7 separate regions of the Mus musculus genome follow, and regions 1, 2, 3, 4, 5 and 7 are each linked to region 6. A link is a contact called in public HiCAR-type, HiChIP or PLAC-seq, Micro-C and promoter capture Hi-C data. All regions are on one chromosome and are shown on one strand. The core of a region is the stretch at or near the end of the contact, and the rest is flanking DNA. Distances in the headings are between cores, read along the strand shown.

Evidence for each region. Promoter capture Hi-C pulls out the DNA fragments that hold promoters and counts their contacts. Hi-C and Micro-C count contacts between places; a contact is called where the count stands out from the background. HiCAR-type assays count read pairs that join an accessible place to other places. HiChIP or PLAC-seq counts read pairs in DNA pulled down with a chosen protein or histone mark.
Region 1: an H3K4me3 HiChIP or PLAC-seq map of embryonic stem cells shows a contact between it and region 6, with 9 read pairs. The contact joins the promoter of Hspb3 here to the promoter of Fst in region 6. A contact is called at or near these places in 8 of 39 promoter capture datasets (the 3T3-L1 cell line, cranial neural crest, embryonic stem cells and 3 more), 2 of 115 datasets of contacts at active chromatin or transcription factors (embryonic stem cells and stem cell-derived neural progenitor cells) and 2 of 9 other capture datasets (adipose tissue and embryonic stem cells).
Region 2: a promoter capture Hi-C map of hippocampal neurons shows a contact between it and region 6, with 2.3 times the contacts expected there. The contact joins the enhancer-like site here to the promoter of Fst in region 6. A contact is called at or near these places in 11 of 39 promoter capture datasets (the 3T3-L1 cell line, 3T3-L1-derived adipocytes, the C10 cell line and 6 more), 12 of 484 Hi-C or Micro-C datasets (the AtT-20 cell line, cerebellar granule neurons, cerebellum and 7 more), 3 of 115 datasets of contacts at active chromatin or transcription factors (embryonic forebrain, extraembryonic endoderm stem cells and stem cell-derived neural progenitor cells) and 3 of 9 other capture datasets (adipose tissue, liver and pancreatic islet).
Region 3: a contact with region 6 is called in a Micro-C map of embryonic stem cells, with 4 times the contacts expected there. The contact joins the promoter of Pelo here to the promoter of Fst in region 6. A contact is called at or near these places in 2 of 39 promoter capture datasets (embryonic stem cells and liver), 2 of 484 Hi-C or Micro-C datasets (both in embryonic stem cells) and 1 of 115 datasets of contacts at active chromatin or transcription factors (pancreatic cancer cells).
Region 4: an H3K4me3 HiChIP or PLAC-seq map of embryonic stem cells shows a contact between it and region 6, with 7 read pairs. The contact joins the enhancer-like site here to the promoter of Fst in region 6. A contact is called at or near these places in 4 of 39 promoter capture datasets (cranial neural crest, hippocampal neurons and liver), 3 of 115 datasets of contacts at active chromatin or transcription factors (embryonic forebrain, embryonic midbrain and embryonic stem cells) and 1 of 9 other capture datasets (liver).
Region 5: a promoter capture Hi-C map of hippocampal neurons shows a contact between it and region 6, with 11 times the contacts expected there. The contact joins the enhancer-like site here to the promoter of Fst in region 6. A contact is called at or near these places in 14 of 39 promoter capture datasets (the 3T3-L1 cell line, 3T3-L1-derived adipocytes, the C10 cell line and 8 more), 59 of 484 Hi-C or Micro-C datasets (the AtT-20 cell line, B cells, the C2C12 cell line and 28 more), 26 of 115 datasets of contacts at active chromatin or transcription factors (bone marrow-derived dendritic cells, bone marrow-derived macrophages, craniofacial prominence and 14 more) and 4 of 9 other capture datasets (adipose tissue, embryonic stem cells, liver and 1 more).
Region 7: a HiCAR-type map of astrocytes shows a contact between it and region 6, with 4 times the contacts expected there. The contact joins the promoter of Arl15 here to the promoter of Fst in region 6. A contact is called at or near these places in 2 of 39 promoter capture datasets (embryonic stem cells and hippocampal neurons), 7 of 484 Hi-C or Micro-C datasets (the N1E-115 cell line, Sertoli cells, cardiomyocytes and 3 more), 6 of 115 datasets of contacts at active chromatin or transcription factors (astrocytes, cardiomyocytes, embryonic forebrain and 3 more) and 2 of 9 other capture datasets (adipose tissue and macrophages).

The regions. Positions count from the first base shown.
Region 1 is chr13:113,662,405-113,665,104 of GRCm38.p6, forward strand. Hspb3 (heat shock protein 3) reads right to left here and starts at 1,272. Exons shown (of 1, transcript NM_019960.2): 1 at 492-1,272. The coding sequence starts at 1,088. The coding sequence ends at 624. The region is part of intron 1 of Gm34586 (a long non-coding RNA gene); the gene reads left to right.
Region 2 is chr13:113,698,167-113,700,866 of GRCm38.p6, forward strand. No RefSeq gene overlaps it. Among named protein-coding and RNA genes, the nearest start is that of Hspb3, 36 kb to the left of the region's middle. Within about 2 kb of position 1,420, at least 13 of the 459 cell types and tissues checked have an H3K27ac peak or open chromatin away from gene starts, as enhancers often do. A contact at or near this core is called in hippocampal neurons, where this site is marked.
Region 3 is chr13:115,088,757-115,091,457 of GRCm38.p6, forward strand. Pelo (pelota mRNA surveillance and ribosome rescue factor) reads right to left here and starts at 1,402. Exons shown (of 2, transcript NM_134058.3): 1 at 438-1,402; 2 at 1-205. The coding sequence starts at 1,163. The region is part of intron 1 of Itga1 (integrin alpha 1); the gene reads right to left.
Region 4 is chr13:113,849,208-113,851,907 of GRCm38.p6, forward strand. The region is part of intron 1 of Arl15 (ADP-ribosylation factor-like 15); the gene reads left to right. Among named protein-coding and RNA genes, the nearest start is that of Arl15, 56 kb to the left of the region's middle. Within about 2 kb of position 1,419, at least 22 of the 459 cell types and tissues checked have an H3K27ac peak or open chromatin away from gene starts, as enhancers often do. A contact at or near this core is called in embryonic stem cells, where this site is marked.
Region 5 is chr13:113,895,674-113,898,373 of GRCm38.p6, forward strand. All of the region lies in intron 1 of Arl15 (ADP-ribosylation factor-like 15), which reads left to right. Among named protein-coding and RNA genes, the nearest start is that of Arl15, 100 kb to the left of the region's middle. Within about 2 kb of position 1,343, at least 9 of the 459 cell types and tissues checked have an H3K27ac peak or open chromatin away from gene starts, as enhancers often do. A contact at or near this core is called in adipose tissue, where this site is marked.
Region 6 is chr13:114,457,604-114,460,348 of GRCm38.p6, forward strand. Fst (follistatin) reads right to left here and starts at 1,348. Exons shown (of 6, transcript NM_001301373.1): 1 at 899-1,348. The coding sequence starts at 983. The region is part of intron 1 of Gm41074 (a long non-coding RNA gene); the gene reads left to right.
Region 7 is chr13:113,793,195-113,795,894 of GRCm38.p6, forward strand. It overlaps Arl15 (ADP-ribosylation factor-like 15), which reads left to right and starts at 1,314. Exons shown (of 5, transcript NM_172595.4): 1 at 1,314-1,502. The coding sequence starts at 1,455.

The sequences.
Region 1 (2,700 bases), core at 22-2,521, 800 kb before region 6:
AGTAGTATACATTGTCTAGCAGCAAAACTTCTGGTAGGGTTCAGTTTAGCTTTGAAAACTATATGTGGTCTATATGGGAACTTTTAAAAAACTAAAATACCTGAAGATCCCCACTGATGTTTAAATGAGCAACAACTGTTGTGACTTTTAACTAGATTCAGACCCAGGTCCCGTAAATTATAGTATACAGAAATAAAATTTTCTCTTTGAAGCCCTCCCCCCTCTTTCTAGCAATGCAGAAACTTTTCATACAGTGAGGAAAAATCAGATCTCTTTACTGACAAGGACTGGTTTGCCATGGGTTGTCCAAATGGCCTCTGTGGAATTTTAGACTCATCAAAAACCAGGCTGAGCATTCTCTAGTACCAACCACAGTCTGCTAGCTCTGAGGTGGCTTCATTGTAAAAGCAGCAGCACTCCTAACTGCACAAACACATTTGAAAACCTTCCTTTCTGGCTACCAATAAGAAAGACAACCTCCACATACCAGGAACGGTGGATACATTTGGTTTTTTTTAATCCTCATAAAAGTGACAGCAATCCATCTCAAAAGTTTAAGCATTCCCGGGGTGTCCCTGGCTTTCATCTTCCTTCCTGGGGTATGAAGAGCAACCAAAAGGCTTTCACTTGGTCCCTAGTGAATCTTTGACTTCCACCACCAAGATTCCATCATGACAGAGGATGGCAGACAAATCTTTGGTTTCGACTCCATCTGGCAGTTTGTACTGTCTGGTGAAACTCCGCGATATAAACCCGTGTTCGTCCATTCTGGTTCCGTGCTGTGCCTTGATCAGCAGCCAGCCCTCGAAGGTCTGGATGATGATGTCCTCGGGCAGGAACTGGACCACATCCAGCAGGATCTGGAAACGGGATTTGCCTTCTCCGGGTGGCTTCTCCGTGGAGGCTGAGTCCTCTGCCAGAGCCTGTGGCGTGCCTGCGCCTCTGGCTTTACTCAGGTCCTCGATGGTTGGCCCGGGCAGTGCGTATAGTGTATGATCCAGTCTGCAGTCTTCTAAGCCTCGAGCTTCAAACTCCTCCTGATAACGCACTGGGGTCTCTATGAGGTGCCTCAAAATGATTTTTGCCATAGCAGAGGCGACTCCAGCGTTGAACCACTTCCCTTCCGTGAGTGTCTAGTCTCTGGCGTTGCCTGCGGACTCGATTCTTAGTCCTAGCAGCTCCGTTTACAGTCCTGCCCAGACGGCAGCTTAATTGGGGCTGAATCAGACCGGCACACTGACTCTTGTCTTTTCACACACACTGACAATGAATGGCTATTTATAGCCGCCTCTGCGAGTTGCATTTAGCTCACAGCCTGTACAAGTGGGCCAGGCAGGGATCGCACTTGCACGCTCCCTTAGCCTTGGCAGGCCTGTCTGCCTTGTTCACCCCAAAACACAAAGTAGAAACCAGAAGCAGCGCTTGAAGATCACACCGTGTGACCTGCAAAGTGTGCAATCATCTCAGTACAAGCCTCTCCCTCTGCCTGAAAATTCCATTCGGGGAGAGACGATTCTAACTCTGGTTTATGAGAAATCAATCAATTTCAAACAGCTACTAAACTCCAGCTAAGTTCGGATCCTATTCCGTTCTTTTTACTCTTTTGTGCCTAAAGGACACCTGAACCACATCAGCTGGTGTTTGTACATCTGACTCGGCAAAATGAGATGGGATGACTAAGCGAGAAGACTGTGCAACTTCAGAGGGAGCCTGGGAGCTCAGGACTGACAGAAATAGTCAATAGCAGAGGGCAAAATGCAAAGCGTTCAACTATTTCATATTAAGGTTCAGAAAACAAAGAATGAATCTAATCAACACCATGCTATTGAATGGGCAAAGACACTCACTGCACATCATTTCTCAACTAGAGCACCCTTTCATTGTCCTTCCACTGGCCAAGACTGAGGCAGCTGCCGCGGAACTTCTTCAAGATGTGCTACATAAAAATAGAGTCTGCCAAGGTATTTTATATTATTTGTGACTATTGAGAAGGGTGTTGTTTCCCTAATTTCTTTCTCAGCCTGTTTATCCTTTGTGTACAGAAAGGCCATTGACTTCTTTGAGTTAATTTTATATCCAGCTACTTCATTGAAGCTGTTTATCAGGCTTAGGAGTTCTCTGGTGGAATTTTTAGGGTCACTTATATATACTATCATATCATCTGCAAAAAGTGATATTTTGACTTCTTCCTTTCCAATTTGTATCCCCTTGATCTCCTTTTGTTGTCTAATTGCTCTGGCTAGGACTTCAAGTACAATGTTGAATAGATAGGGAGAAAGTGGGCAGCCTTGTCTAGTCCCTGATTTTAGTGGGATTGCTTCCAGCTTCTCACCATTTACTTTGATGTTGGCTATTGGTTTGCTGTAGATTGCTTTTATCATGTTTAGGTATGGGCTTGAATTCCTGATAAGAACTTCAAGTCTCTAAAGAAAGAAATTAAAGAAGATCTCAGAAGATGGAAAGATCTCCCATGCTCATGGATTGGCAGGATCAACATTGTAAAAATGGCTATCTTGCCAAAAGCAATCTACAGATTCAATGCAATCCCCATCAAAATTCCAACTCAATTCTTCAACGAATTAGAAAGGGCAATCGGCAGATTCATCTGGAATAACAAAAAACCGAGGATAGCAAAAACTCTTCTCAAGGATAAAAGAACCTCTGGTGGAATCACCATGCCGGACCTAAAACTGTACTACA
Region 2 (2,700 bases), core at 170-2,669, 760 kb before region 6:
TTAAATTGGTTATGCTACATTTTGGCACCCAATGTGGGGCAGGAACCCACGACCTTGAGGTTAAAAGTCCTATGCTGTACTGATTGAGCTAGCCGGGCTTTTCACCACACCAAGCAGCCCACCTCAACAGGATTGCGAAAGACCAAAGGGTGGGTCTAGGTTCAGTGACGACTATCACCCTGCACCACCCGAGTGTATTGTTTAGAGACATAGGAAGTAATAAAGATTACACAGGTATATATTTATCTTAATAACATGAGGGTTAAAGGCTCGAAAGACAATAATTCTCAAGAGGTTCATCAATAAGAGACCAAAATATGGGTGGATAGACTTGGCAACAGATGCTTTTAATAAGGATGGCAACCTGATGATCCACAATCTTCCTAACTACCCCTCTTTTTTGTGTCAGAGAGAAAGGAAAAGTATAAAATGGGGGGGGGGTTGTTAACGACAGGAAGGGTGAACAGTGGACCTTAAACCAAAGCACCCCCTCTACCGACTTCCTGTTTTCCATTATCATCTCTCTCCTCTTTTGAAAGCGACTTCCTTTCTGTTACTCGCTTGGAACTTGTTTTTTTCTTTTTTTTTTTTTTCACTTTTACGGATGGATATGAATTATTCACCTTACTAAGGCTCAGACTGATGTTTCTACACATCCATATGGTCTGTAATAACCTCATTTTTCATTCCCCAGCTACCCACCCCCTTCCCAATCTCCAGCCATGGCTACTCTACATTTAGCTGACTTTTAAAGCTTCCATATATGAAATACACATGGTACTTTAAATTCAAAGCTCTTTTAGTTTTCTTGGATTGACTACTGTACTATATTAGTTGATAGCCCTCTTACCCCTTACAGCTGTCCTTGTTCTTAAAACAAAAAAAAAAATCATGTAATAAATTTCTTTATGATAGAAGGTTATTTCAAACATCCAGGATATATGAACATCCATGAGAGAGGGGTGTGTGAACAAGACAAACACAAATGCCGTGTTTGAGCATCTATTGCATGCCAGGTGCTGGTTTAGGAGAAAGGGGCAAGAACCACTTCTTCATGTGTGACATAACTGGAGCCCGAATGTGTAAAGCTGGCATTGGCGAAGGAAAAAAGTCCAATATACCGGTTCCTATACTTGTTTCGTATCTATCACTTCATTAAACTGGCATGTCCTGCTGAACCATTTCAAAACAAATGTGAAACATCGTGCATTTTATCCTTTAATACTCTAGCATGCATTTTTTAAAAAACACCTAAAGCCGTTCAGTCTCTGATAATTACAACACCGTTATCACACCTAACAATTAGTGATAATTCTCTAATCCACTGTGAACACCCAGCTGTGCTTTAGACTCCCCCGGCGTTTGATCCTCAGATGGCTTATCTACTCAGCTCTGATCCGGGAGAGGCTGGCTTCTACAGCCAATCAACATCAACCAATGGGAGGTGCCCATAGACAGGCGAGGCAATGAGGCACACTAAGCAAGAACCAGAAAGTGGGGTCAGAGCCGGGGAGGAGCCAGGTTGCTTTTTCTCTTCCTCTCCCCACCAAGTCAGTGCCATGGCGTTGGCTGCATCTGCCACTCTCTCGTTAGGCAGCTACTCTGAGCTCATCACTCTCCCTAGGCTCGCTCCTTCTGCTCTCAGAAGGGCAGGCATTGGCTTCTCTGCCAAGCCACGATGTATCAGCAACATACTGCTTCCTTCACCCTGCCCATACATCTCTGCAGTCTCTTCATCAAATGAGTTATGACTGAGTTCTTTTTACTTTGCTGTGTCTTTCCTGTGAAGACCCCCCGCCTCGTATTTGAACAATAATAGTCACATTCACCCAATGTGTGCTTTTTTAACCAAAATCCAATCAAAGACCTTGTGTTGGATTTGTTTCTGCCCCTTTAGTGTCTGCAGAGTCTTCCTTTCTATTCTGAAGCCCATTCCAATCCTGTTACAGAAGGCACGCGTGCCTACGCATGCGCAATGTGTCCAGTTGCTTTCTCACAGTGTCACTTAGCTCTTTTTGTGTCAGCGTTAACTTGAATCTAGTCGAATCTCTAGATCCAACTTCCATTTTAACCATGTTAACCAGAAGACAGGTCATTTCATATAATTTATGAAGTGTTAGCACAAGAGTCACATGTGCTAGTAATAGTGGAATCATTAGACAGTAATTTCAGTTACCAAAAGAGAAAAGGCCATATTTTTCCATTGTGATTGTTAAAAAGAGCCCCATCATGCTATTTACAAGTAATCTGTTAAGCCAATACATTGTGATAGGGTTTTTTTGTTTTTTGTTTTGTTTTGTTTTGTTTTGTTTTGTTTTGTTTTGTTTTTTTATCCCACGGTGACACAGACATAGGCCAGATTAGACCGGGTTAAAAGTAGATAATGCAGGCTTATTAGAAGGCAGCTCTCAGGTGGGTGCACCAATCTCACAGGTGGAGGTCTGTGAAGTCACAAATCCAGGCTAAAGCAAGGGGGTTTTATGGGTCTTTGGTGTAGGCTGATGACTCGAGAGCTAGGAGCTGGGATTATGTCTATACATGGTCAGAAAATGAGCCCCTGAGCGGGCACTCTTGGGTGGGTTGCTGGAAACACAGAGACAAGGGTGATGATGTGTTTGAGCGAGGGAGTTTTCTCTAGACAGAGTTGGGAGAGGCAGACAGGGTTTCCCAGCTTGTGCAGGAGATGAGCAGGGGTTCCAG
Region 3 (2,701 bases), core at 152-2,651, 630 kb after region 6:
AAGTGTCTATGGCCAAGGCTTCGTTGGCCCTCTCCACCTGCTTGAGTCCATAGAACGCTCGGTCGGGCTCGTGCTGTAACATTTTGTAGAAGTCATCCAAGGCTTTTACTTCGCCCGCTGCCTTTGTGTCTGAAAGGCGGCTCGCTACAGTAGGGTCGCAGAGGGCCTCTTTCAGGGAGTACTTGTGTCCAGAGGAGGCGTGCACCTAGAATCACAATTATAAAAGACAAAGAATCTCTGAAAGTATCCATTAATCAGCCCACGATGACATTTGACAAACACATGAATAAGGCCTAACCTGTTTAAGGACTTGGACAACTTTTTAAAGTGCTAGATACTGCAGGGTTCAGTTACAATCTCATTTATAGTCCCAGCCAAGCCTTCGGCTCCTCCCCATTCTAAAACATTAGGAAACTCTCTCTGGGTAAGATTTTTACCTGAAGGAATTTGGAGCGGTTTTCCAGGAGCACTTTATTGTCCGTCTTCACAGCTTGCTGAAACATGTAATCGCAGAACTGCTCTCGCACGAATCCAGGGCTGGCCACCAGAACGCACTTTACAACCTCGAAGTTTATGTGGCGCTGGATGGCCTGGACCACCTGTTCATAGAACCGCTCCAGGGCCCGGTCATGCTGGGAGCAGTTGCCTTTCCGTTTCCTGGGGATGTTCACCTCCACCTTGGCCCGGGTAAGGGTCATGCTGGGCGTGACTAAGCAGACGTGGGCCAGGCCCTCCTGCATGACCACAGCTGCCACATCAGCGCTCCACGCCGGGTCGCAAGCCTGCTCGATGCGTTCCAGAACCACACTGTCCCACTGTTTCTTGGCCAGGGTGAACTGGCGGTTGGGCTCCAGTTCGATGGTGTGGTAAGCCCCCATCTTGACATACTCATTCTCTTGGATATTGGTCCCCTTCACCCGCAGCTGGCAGGCCTGGGAGTCGAAGTCGATGGCCTCCACGCAAAGGGTGAGGGTGGTGCGGACACGGTTGCTCCCCACGCTGCCTGTGGAGGACTCGGTCTGGACCTTGCGGATGGTGGAGGCGCGCAGGCTGTCGCCCACCTGCACTAAATTGAAGGTGTGCCACATGTCCTCGGGCTCCTCGGGGACGAGGGTGACCTGGCCCGCATTGTCCTTCTCGATATCCTTCCTCACGAGCTTCATGACCTCAGCAGGGGCTCAGTTCAGAACAGGGGACGCTAGGGGGGGGGGGGGTGTCCCCAGGAGGGGGGGCCGGGGCAGGGAAGGGGCGGCGGGCTCAGGCCCGGAAGGAAACACTACCTCTAACTCTTGCAGCTCGGGACAGCACTTTTACCCCACGCTTTTTCTCAAGTCTCCGCGCGCTGGCCCACGCGCGGCGCGGCAAACCTCACGCTCAGCACGAGTCAACTCTCGGGACTTCCAGTCGCCGGCCCCGCGAAACCGGCTGACGCGGCGATCGCGCAGGCGCAGCCCGCCTCCCGGCGCAAGTCTGTTGTGGGTCCCTACCAGAGAGGCGGGGCCTGTCGGCGGCGCGCGCACGCAGGCGCAGTAAAAGGAAAGGCTCGCCCTAGATAAACGTCAAAGGAGGCGGTCAGCGCTCTGAAAAGCTAAGCTTTTCCCGGCACATCCCTGTGTGCGAGCACATGCCAAGTACGTGAATGCAAACATATGTATTTAAGCTGGATTTATCATTCTGCACCTTAGCGTGAAGCCAGCTTCAGAACTTATATAAAAGTGAAAAGCGCCCTCAAAAGTTCAGACTTGCCCCCCCCATCCCCGGCGAAGTTCAAACTCTGCCTGGCTTTGCTCGCTCTTTCCCTACCAGCACTCAGACCGACGAGCTTGTTGGCTCAGAGAGATCCAGAAGCGGTTTCTAAGAACTAGTCACGTACAGTCTGGGCTCAGCAACGTGTCCAGCTGTTTTCTGCGCCTGTTACCCTGTTTGCACGATCCAGTTAACCCAGATGTTAAAGGACAGAGCCCAGAGAGAGCAGTGGAATGCGTGGAATGTACCCCTGGTGGACCTCTATGTAGCTTGACCTGATTGATGTCCTGGGAATCCCAGAATCCAAAGTTGGCCGACTCAGCGCAGTAGTCTCTGAGGCGTTCAGTGTGGGAGCCGGACTGCAGTAGATTAGCGCTCGATCTTCCCTGCCACTGACTAGCCAAAAGTTGAGGATATGGGAAGTAAAGATAAGCTAATCTAATATGACCACCCCAAAAGAAGAGCCAAAGAGTTGGTTGTAAAGGAAAAGAAAAGAAAAAGAAAAACAAATAAACAAAAATCCATTCCGTTTCTCCCATCCCCTTTGGTACAGTGGCGATGGAAATACAGAGAAGTCTCTTTCTGAATGAAGACAGTGGGGGGAGCAGAGAAATCCTGACCACTTAGGCTCGCTCACTGCGTTTTGTGTAAGGATTTTAAAGCAGAGCCTTAATTGAGGAGAGGAGGTTAAAGGGAGGGTTAATCGTGTTAACTGATGTCAGCCATCTTTCTTAGAGGTTGGTGTGTGTTGCGGGGGTGGTGGTGGTTGTCCAAGACTCCAGTATAAATTTGCACCTTAACTTGCTTTGTATCCTCTCTCCCCCCACTCCGCACCCCCCTCCCATCTAATTTACCATCTTCTTATCACAGAGCCTCTAACTCACATTGCTTTGTTCCTCTAAAGCCTTTCACCGAACCAGGCACGGGTCTCACTAAAGCAAGAAAGTAGACCTTC
Region 4 (2,700 bases), core at 169-2,668, 610 kb before region 6:
CGGAAGGCAACTTAGAAACAAGTGTCAAGAGCAGCAAATGCATTCCTTCTAAAAAGAAGTCTGCAAACTTTGACTTCAAAACTTCTGGATGCGCTTTTGCAACTGAAAGGCTCTGAAGAAATGAACCGAGCCAACAAAGTAGCTCAATGGGGGAAATGGAAGAACTTTCCACAGTTGGGGAATTCTACTCAATTCCCCAGCAAATCTTTCGCCTGGAGTAGTGTTGAATTTTTTTTTTCCAGCATGTTACGTGCATTCACAAGTTTAACACAGTGTTGTGTCATTTATCCAGGTAGCCCTCAATGCTAGGTCTGTAGTGCAGAACATTATCTATCTTCAATGGGCTGATAGTATTGCATATCTCTGAGTACATTCTAGATGACCGTTTTTAATTTATTCATCAAACAGTTTTGTGGGCCTGACTTTTCTTCCATGAATTTGTGCCTTATGTAGAGTATGCTTAGGAGCTGTGTTCTGCGTCAGTGTGTCAACCGTGCCTGGGATTGGAATCACATGGGTGACAAAGACTGGTGGCTAGGTAAAGGCGGTGGCGCAGGTTTGTAATGAATACATTCACGGCTTGGGTACAGAGCGTCGTAACACATCTGAGATACCAGGTGCCATCCCCGCAGTGAGAAAGGGAAGGGGGACAGATACAAGGCTGAGGGCGAGCCTTCTTCACCCCTAGGTTAGCCAAGTAACTCAGTGTTGGGGGTTTGTACTTGGGGTTTTGTAATGTTTCAGTGTTGGGGGTTTGTAATGTTCCCCAAGTGATTTTAGTGTGCAACAGAGGTTGGCACCTTAGGGCTTGTAAATAGTATAGCATTCAGAATATAAAGTCTGAATTTTCTTGGCTCCATCCTTCTTCCTTAGATTAGGAGAAGGGTGTTGATAGCCATTTCAAAATACATTATTGGACAATTTAAAAAAATTATTCAGGGTGTGTGCGCATGCTTTTGTGTGTGTGTGTGTGTGTAGTCAGTTCTCTTTGTATTTTGCTATGAGCTCTGGAGGGCAAGCAATTTCCCTCTGAGCCATCTTGACCGCCCTAACTGAACCTTTTCCTTAGTTCTTGTCTGATTCACAGTATTAGGTTTTCTTTAGGCTCTCTGAGTCGTGCTTAGTATGTTGAAAACGTGATTTAATTTAGTATAGGGCTGGGTTGAAAACAAACTTTAAGCAAAGTTACCTAACAGTGCAAGACTACCTTTGTATCCTTTTGTGCCTGTTTGTAATTCTCCATCTCTTCAGAGCTGGCTTGTCCTCACTACAGATGCCTGCTAGAGAGGAACTCCCAGTTGACTCTGCCTGTTTTGCACCTCGTACCCTTGCCTCTCATCTTCAGTGTTCCTGCTATCACTGGAGGCAGCTCCTTATCTGTGAGCCTTATGAGCCCTCCTCCTCACATCCCCAGTTCTTCCTACTGTCTTCTCCCTCATAGGCCTTCCCCTGCATACCCTCCAGAGCCTTCATGATCTTGTTCCTCCCACATCAGACTGCAGAATCAGGTTGTTGACGCTCTTTAGCTCTTTACTTTTAACTGGGTTTTGAAAAGCCGGGCTCTTTCAGGTCGACCAGTTCTCCCAATTGTACCTGATGCATGCATTTCCCCGCTCAACTTGGCTCCTTGCCCAGGCATTGTCCACACTTCCCACGCCCCAGGAGATGTAAATGCTAGTCCCAGCCATTGATTGTTCCAGGCTGCCTGACAGAAACCCATCCCCTGTTCTTGTGCTCTAATGTCCTCTGCTATGCCTCAGGAATTTCGGGAACCTCTTAAACAACAGGGGAGTCCCTTCTTCACCTCTACGGCTTCCTTTCTTTTATTGTCTAACATCTTTAAGCATGTTTATTTTGTACGTGCTTGCAGGCATGAATGAGTTCGCATATTTGTGCATGCACACGTCACAGGTCTGTGTGTCGAGGTCAGAGGCCAGGCTGCAGGAGAGTTGATTATTTCTTTCCACTATGTTGGTTCTGAAGATTGAACTCGGGTCACCTTCCTTAGTGGCATGTGCCTTTGCCCTCTGAGCTGTCTCCTCGGACTTATTATCACTATTCTTGAAAAATATTTCCCTGCCCACATCTACATTCTTCTTCTCCTCTTAGGCTTTCTCGGAAATTATTTTACTGAGAGTAGAGATAGGAACCCTTTCATTTTTTCCCTTCTAACTCCTGTATTACATTTTCTCCATCTCCTCCTGCCTTTTTCATCTCTCGTTAATAGGATTCAGAGCGGAGCAAGGCAAACTCAAGCCTTTGAGCTATTTTGCAACTATTTATGTTGCACCTGGTGTGTGAAAGATACCTTCCTTCTTAGGAGTCGTGCAAACCCCACCCCTATTGATGTCTTCTTCTAGAAGGGAAGACCCACAGTTAGCAAATCAATAAGCCCACACAGGGATATCAGGTGTTCGTAAGACTTGTAGTGCTTAATAAGTCTTGGGGAGGAATTTACCGGGTGGGAATCAGTAAGTAGGCTGGGCAGAGAAGACAGCCCAGATTCTGAAACTAAGAGAGCTGGCTCAGTCAGGGAAACAGCCAAGTATGGCTGGAGAAACTAGGGGGCAAGGGAAAGAGGGGAGGGGCAGAGGACATGTGGATGTGGACAATGAGGGTAGTGTCTTGTCGTTATGAGGAGTTTAGCTTTGATTCTGAGAATGATGGGAAATGTTTGTTTGGAACACTTCCCATCTTTTT
Region 5 (2,700 bases), core at 93-2,592, 560 kb before region 6:
CCATGGGTAGACAATTCTTGTGGAAGACAGGCCAGGGTAATGAGCCACCACTGAGGGCTGGAGGCTGGGGCACCCTATCAGACAGAGGTGAAGGGGACCAGCCTTTAAGAATGAGAAGGCTCTTCAGTGCACCCTTGCATTGGTGCATTGCTGAGACTAGAGTGTTACAAGGAAGTAGGTGTTCAGCAGGTGGTTCTGAGTAGGCAGAGAATTCCTGGCAGACTTCAAAACCTCCGAAGCCTGCTCCTTCTATGGCCATGGTGTGATACCTGGAGTGTTGGTGGAGTGAATGAACTAGGGAGGCTGGACAGCCTAGGTCTATGAAACAAGCGGAGACTAATGGGCTTGGGGATGCCTGGCTCCTCTCAGTGGCGAGCCGCAGGCATGAGCTGAGTGCGAGCCATGCTGTTGAGATAGATACCAGGCGTCTCATGAGAGACCTAAACACAAGGATGCTATAGGTGAGGATGCTATAGGTGATGCTTATACCAGGCCCACCCACTGAACTCCAAGAAAGTAGTGAAAACAAATCTGGGAAGATAGGCACTTTTCTTGTTAATGTTTGTGACGTCTGTTTTGTCTTATGTATGATAGATTACAGAGAAATACTTGAGGCTGTATAAGGAAAATTTTGTCACCAACAGACAAAAGTAAGATGTATGTTCCTGGCACTTGACTTAAGGTTCTCTGCATCTTATGAGTGTGAGGTTAATGGAGCACTGACCTCTGCTTAACCTCTGGGCAGGTTACAGGTCATCCTTTTTTTGGAGCTGGGTTATAATTTTATCGACTGGTTCTGAGAGCGTCCCCCCCCCCCCCCTTGAGTAATATCGAGTAGCTCAGTCAGTTTGCAAACTCTTGTTTCTACACCCTCTTCTTCATGCAAGTCCCGGCATAAGTCCTCCCTCTGTGGGCTTTTTCATGTCTTGGCTGCCTCTCAAAGCTCCAGGTAAGCAAATTTGGCTGTTGTGTGTCTGATGGAAGGCTTGTCGTTTTGATACGCCATTATGCTCCGTGTTCTCTAAGCCTTTTAAAATTGCTGAATGTTTTAAATAAGCGAACGAGCCGATGTTGTTTGGACTTGCATCCCTCCTCCCCCCTCTCCCCCCCTAAAATGTTAAGGTACTGATTGAATCTTGTTGGTGCAAAGCATCCAGACCTTTTTAATGTATGCACTAGACAGATTGCTTGTAAGAAGTGTAGGCAGGTAAAAGGATTAGTTTTAATTATGTTCGGAGCTAGTGTGATCATGAAGCAGGGGCAAGCAGCCCCTCCTGCTTCTTTGTGACACCAGCCTTAAGACATGTACCCGAAAGGCGTGTTAAAAGAACAGTCATTGAACGCACTTCCCTTGGCCTGCCTTCGGGGAGATGTTTCTCATTACCTGGAGAACACCCAGACACGTCCATGCTGCTTGCTTCGGTGAATTCCTGGCTAGTGTTTCCTCTCCTTTCCCTTTTGTCTTATGCTTGCAATTCCCGAAGCTCCGTCAGCACATTTTCACGCCGGGTCTTTTAAAACGAGCCAAAGGTGGGATGGTATGAACCGCCTGGAGCACGCCAACGCGCGGAGAGGGCCAGGAAGGCGGGAAGGCAGGTGCCAGCACAGGGCCTCTTCCAATGACCTGCCCTTAGGTTTTTCTCTTCTTCTGGTCTCTCTTTAAGGTACACATTAAGATCCCTGGTTGGAGAGTAGGGTGGAAGGAGACCCAAACTCGGTCTTTTTGTATTTTGTTGGAATTTGAAAAGAAATTTCAAATATTAAAATATTTGAATATTAATTTCAGTATTAAAATTGGTATTGAAATAAAGATTGAAGCTCTTTTATAGATACCATTTATTGTAACAAACAAACAAACAAACAAACAAACAAACAACCAGGCCAGCACCATGCTCTTCATCTCCTTTCTAAGTTCATCTGGTTGACCTCCATGCAGAGTGGAACTTGGTCGCCAGTTGAAAAGCTCTTTAGCTGTTTTTCTTTTATGACTCAGACTGTAAACCTTCAGCATTTGATGCTTGCTCACTCTGTTAGAAAGTATCCTGAGAGTGTGCTTTGAGATAGCTCAATCATTGACCAGAGGACCGTTTGAATCCTTGCTGCCAACAGTTTCTTTTGAAAATAAATTATGAAAATGTCTCTTCACTTTAACATATTTCAAATATTTAAGATAACTGTTACAACAACAGATTAAAGGGTTTTTTTGGGGGTGCGGGCTATACACTATTTCCCCATTACTTACCTTTTATGCGCTTCTTGTTACTGATTTCAAGGGCATTTGAAAATACTGAATGGGTGGCCTTGCCCAAATAAACATTGCATGGCCGTTAAACTGTACAGCGGTCTGAGAAGTTGGACTGCAAACCTGTACCCTCCTGCTTTGCCTCTCTCAGGATGAGAGTCATTACTTTGTTGGGTGGGATTGGCACTGCATACGCACCCACCTGTTGGCCACTTGGAAGTGCTGTGTTATCCGAGCAATTGTCCTAATGATGTAATGCCTTGGCTCAGCCTACCCTATTGTACTTGATGGCATGAAGCTGCCGGTTTATGACAGTGTATCGTTATAATTGTTCTGCTTTCATGGTGTATTGCTAATATCTTTTCAGTATCTCGTGTACAAATTAGACTTTATCATAACTATGTCTAGAAGAGAGAGCGTGGTGCGTGTGGGGTTCACTGCTACTCACAGTGCAGGCC
Region 6 (2,745 bases), core at 98-2,597:
CTGTCCCTATTTAATGTGTTCGGACTTTGGGCAAGCAGACGTCTCATGAATCACCAAAGTGACTCGAGAGTAATTGTCGTGAAGCTGCGGGGTTACCACTATTTTTAAAAAAGAAATCCAGCCTGGAGACTAATTGTAATAAAATCAATTCATTTTTAATTTTAGAAGATAAACTTCAGAAATTTGCTCTTTAATCCAGGTCGGAGTCTAAATAGCTTGTGGGCTGCTTGGTTCACAGAAGTTAACAGGAATGAGGCAAAGTGGAGAAAACTGTAAAGTACTTAAAACACTTCGGGCTAATAATTTGGTTTGTCTTTCTTCTTTTTCGCGGGGCTTGGGGGAAAGAGGCAGAAGGAGCATCCGCTAAGCGTAAAACTACCTCCCTCTAAAAATTTCAGTACCCACATTTCCAAGTTTGGGCAAAGTTTCTGAAACCACGTCCCCCGGCCACCCAAGAAAATTCGGTATCTCCCATCCCCCACCCCGTCATTTTTTTTTTAAAGAGTCTCCAAAAGATATGGAAGGAAGATGGATAGATTGCTAGTAGGTCGACTGTAATCTCCAGGCTACGGATGCTCGCCCTTCTCCCGAGCCAGCCAGGGGAGATAACATCTAAAGTCATTAGGACCAGAACTTGGAGCATCTACCCCTAACTACTGAGGCTCCAGCTCCTCCACTCAAGCCCTTTCCTTTTTGAGGGTAACCTGGCTCTAAACTCCGCTCTCTATCCTAAAGTGTCACTGCCTTCAGTCTTTCCCTCCCGTTCCGTTCTACAGGAGTAGCCGGGTGGTTCCAACATCTTCCGAGAGCAGCGTAGGTCAGAACAGACCAAGTGGAGACAGCAGAAAAGTAGAACCCCTGCCCCAGCCGAGCCTCTGGGCGCATCCCTTCCACTCACCCTGGGCGCTGCGGTCCTCCATGAACTGGCAGAGTAGCAGCAGCAGGAGGCAGAGCCCGCCGGGCTGGTGCCTGGCGCAGACCATCCTGGGGCAGGCGCGGGGCGAGGAGCGCGGCGGCGGGTGGCTCGGGCGAGCGGCGCGCGTCGCAGAGGCGAGCGGCGGAGGGCGCAGCGATCCCGGCGCAGCCCCGCGCTCGCCACCGGCCGCCCGCGCGATTCAATGGACGTCAGAAGCCGGGCGCAGCCGCGCTTTAAATCTAGACGGGGGTCTCCGAGGTTTGCGGTGGGCGGTCTCCCAGTGTGTGGGGCTGTGGGAGGGCGGCCGCGACCGAGGGTGTGCCGGCTCTTTGGGGGTGGGGAGCTTTTAAAAGTTCAGTGTGAATCAGGTGACATTTCCCACCTTCTGGAAACCCTTCCCAATTATCTGTCGGAGGTGCCCGAAATCAAAGCGGCAGGAGGGGAATCGCCGAGTTCTTATTTGCGTAGGAGCGGGAGGGGAGGGGGGAAGGAGGCAGGGGCGGGGGCTGGGGGCGACGCGTCGGGGGTGGGGAGGAACATCCACTTCAGTCCTGCACGCCGCCGCTCGGAGCCGGCGCGCCCGGGGTGGCGTGCGAGTGTGTGTGTGCGCGCGTGTGTGCGTGTGCGCGTGTGAGTGAGGGCGCTGGAGGAGGCGGCCGGCGGAGCGCGGGGACCCCGGAGGACCCCGGGAATGGGTCCCCAGCACCTCTGCTCCAGGGCTCCGGGATGAGACTTCTGCAACCCGCCGCAGGATCCCTGAGCTGCTTCAATGCCCGGGGGAGCAGTTTCAGGAGCCTCCCTGCAGAGCCTTGGCGCGGGGTCCCGGAGACGTTTTGTGTCCCGAGGTCTCTTACGTGTCTTACTTTGCGGCCACCCTGCCAGCTCCCCCGCCTCCCACTCCCTCCCGCGCCCCCTCCCCCCCCAGCCTGGAGTAGGTTGCTAAGAACCCCGACCCCCGGGCACCTTCCACCCGGGCCGAGCGCTGCGGAGACGCGGCCCTCGGGCTCCACAAGTCAGAAGCAAACAAAAATGTTTAACACCTCGGAGCCGGCCGCCCCCGGCAGTCTCGCCCTCTCCCTTTCTTTTCTCCCCTTTCACTTCGTCGCGTCTGGAGTCGCAGCCCCGAGCGGGGGCGCCGACGTAGGCGGTCTGCCCCCCTCCTCCCCCGCTCCGAGACGCCCCAGTTTCTGTCCCGACTCCTCTCTCTCTCTCTCTCTCTCTCTCTTATTTAAAAAAAAGATTGCACCATGATAATGAACTTCTGCAGCCTCAGTTTATTGAGTGCAATGCCTGGCATTCTTCGCCGAAAGTTGGCGGGTCTTCTCATTTATAACATTTTCTGGCACGGCTGAATGAAACTGAGGAGGCGATATTTCCTTTTATATAAAACGATTACTTCACGGAAAAGGCTATATTGTTTATTTCAAAGCTGCCTTTTAAATTTCTATTCTTTTCGCTTCTGAAGCCCGAACGACAACAAACAGCGAACAAAACAGACAAAATTCTTGGACATTCCCAGGTCATTGGGATTTGCTCTTACGGATTTCAAATTCGCCCTTCTTCTCTAGCCCCAGCCCTAGCGCCCCCCCCCCCCGGTCCTCCTCTCATCCTCCCACCCCCATCTTCCATCACCCTCCTCCTACCCCCTCCACAACTGCAAATAACTCAGTGATAACAGATTTTTTTCCACCAACTGCAGGAGATAGTGCTAATCTTTTAATAAAAGGTCCCATTACAATGGGATCTGTCTGGACAGACTATAATAGATCCCGAAATACAGCCGTGCTAATATTAGAAGACAGTTGTTTGGGTGCCTCTCAGACGGGCCC
Region 7 (2,700 bases), core at 64-2,563, 660 kb before region 6:
GCACTAAGCCAGTAGATTCAATTTTGATTTTTATTTTCTTGCCATTCTATATTTTACTCCTCTCCATACCCAACTCCAAATGGCATGCTTATCTTGTCTCACCTTTGCCTTGACTGTCCTTTCTAGCCTGAATCTTGGAGGTGAAAGAAAAAAAATCCAGAACTGACCGTTGTCTTTATCTCGCTTGACTCCCATTTTCACTCAATTCCAAGTAATTCTTTTTTAAAAAAATTTTAAAATTTTTCTATTTTTTATTTTTTGGTTTTTCGAGACAGGGTTTCTCTGTATTTCTCTGGCTGTCCTGGAACTCACTCTGTAGACCAGGCTGGCCTCGAACTCAGAAATCCGCCTGCCTCTCTGCCTCCCAAGTGCTGGGATCAAAGGCGTGCACCACCACTGCCCGGGCCCCAAGTTTGTTTGTTTGTTTTTTTGAGACAGGGTTTCTCTGGATTTCTCTGTGTAGCCCTGGCTGTCCTGGAATTCGTTCTGTAGACCAGGCTGGCCTCGAACTCAGAAATCCACCTGCCTCTGCCTCCCAAGTGCTGGGATTAAAGGCGTGCGCCACCACCGCCCGGCTTGCTTTTTTTTTTCTTTTTTTCTTTTTTTTTTTTTTAATTTAGGAAACGCACAAGTCTCAAGTGCACCGGCTCTGTTTTTCCTAAGATAAGGTTCACAAACAGTATTACTTGGGTCCTTTAGAGGACTTTCACAATCCCACCGCTCATTCTATTCAGGTACATTGGATTAAGCATGCAAAGATCAGATGCCTGTCTCCTTCAATGTTTGGGGTGATCAATTTACTTGTGAGTCTCTAGGTTCCTAGTCTGGACTGCACTGGTGCTGAGCCGCAGGAAGGTCAAGTTCAAGTTGTCCGCCGTAGCAGACACCCACACCCTGGAGGGTCAATGCAGTCCCCAGTACTGCACAGTTTGCCTTCTTTAAGGTGTCTGCCCTTCTAATCCGCAGGTCCAGGGCGTTTCAAGGCCACAGGAAGGCGCTCGGGGCAACTGCCTCCCACCGCCCTGGGCTGCTTTCTTAAGGAGGGGTGGGCGGGGACGCCGCCGCCGCTGCTCTTCAATCTCAGGCAGGCTGCTTGCCGGGTCTCGAGCGGACTAGAGGCTGAGAGTCGGCCTCCCGGGGCCGCAGCGCGTTTCCGCCCGCCCCTCCCCCAGCAAACAGGAACCAGCACCGTCCCGGGTCCCGCGCTTCTCTGCTGCCCTCCACCGGGGGGACTGCCTTTTATAGACACTCCGGCCAATGAGCGCGCTCCTTTTCCTCGGCCCGCCCTCCCAGCCAATCGTCGCTTCCCTGGTGTAATCTTCGGCTCCTCGGCTGCTCTCGGCGATCTTCGCTGTTGCTGGCTTTTTCAGGAGCTGCTCGCTGGCAGCCCGAGACGCTGCTGCTTTTTTTTTTTTTCCGGGTTCGGAGCCATTCCGGATGCTTTAGGCTGCCGGATGTCTGATCTCCGGATAACTGAGGCGTTTCTGTACATGGATTATCTGGTAGGTGCGGGGCGCCGGCGGCATGTCGCCTCTCGGATCTCGCGGTGGCCCATGGCCCCCTGCCTGGAGCAGCAGCCTCTCGGCTTTCTTTCTTTGGGATGGGATGCCTTGGGTTGCTTTCTCCCGGGGCTGGCTCTGAGGGGCGGCGGCGGGGGGAGAGGACGGGCTGACAGGTAAAGGCGCGGAGGGGACCGGCGGGACTGCGGGAGATGGGGCCACGCTCCGCGCGCCTCTCCGCGCTCCCGGCGCAGGACTTTCTTTCCGGGGAAGCTGGAGTTTTCCGCTCTCCTCTTAGCAGAACTCCAAGAGCTATTAAAGAGCCATAAGCAGAATGGCTCGCTAAGTGCCTGGCAGGTCCGGTCATTTGGTCGTTATTAGATCTCTAAAGGAATGACCTGGGTCGTGGCGGGATTTTAAAAACACATTACCAGAAAGTAGACTGGACTAAACCACATTGCAACCCGGCCTGAGCAGGATTGGGCAGGGACAGGCATTGCCCCGCGGCTGTGGTTGTGGTGCACGCCGCTTTTGTGCATGGTGTGCATGGTTTGGCAATCGGTTTGAGATCAGCCCCGTGCTGGGAAGTTTAGGTAGGAAAAGTTTTTTTAGCACAGCGCTGGAACGGAACACTTAGACGTGTTTCTAGAATTGTGCAAGCCTCGTGTTTTCGTTCCAGAAATTGTATTTCCACAGAGCTGCCTGTTTGTGGTCAAGCAGATCCTTTTTGACATGAACCGTGTTCGATCCTGCCCATTTTCTGCGTGGATGGTGTCAGAACGAACGGCTGTTGCCATGCAGTGCTGAAGTAGAGGGTTAGAAGTGTTGGCCCTTCTGTCATCCTGTAGGACACATGGTTTTTCCACTGCAGATTGGCCTAGCAGAGATTTGTCAGTGCCTTCTAGGAATTACACTTAAGGCTGTACGGAGAAAGACCGAATACTTTCCAGACCAAGAAAGAGAGGGCTGCGTTGTAACGTTACCAGTGTATGAGGGTTTATTCAGGTGTGTAGAAACTGGCAAGGATGGAGACCAGTTAGTGCGCGACCTTGAGAACAGAGCCGAAGTCAGAGTCTCAGTTGAATTTTGGTTTTGCTGTCTATGTATTCATGGCAGTGACTTCTATCTTTGTCATAAAGGGGTGTTATCGCTGCGCCAGGTTAGGTGGGCTATCTGTGAACATTCTTTAAGCGTCCTTGTA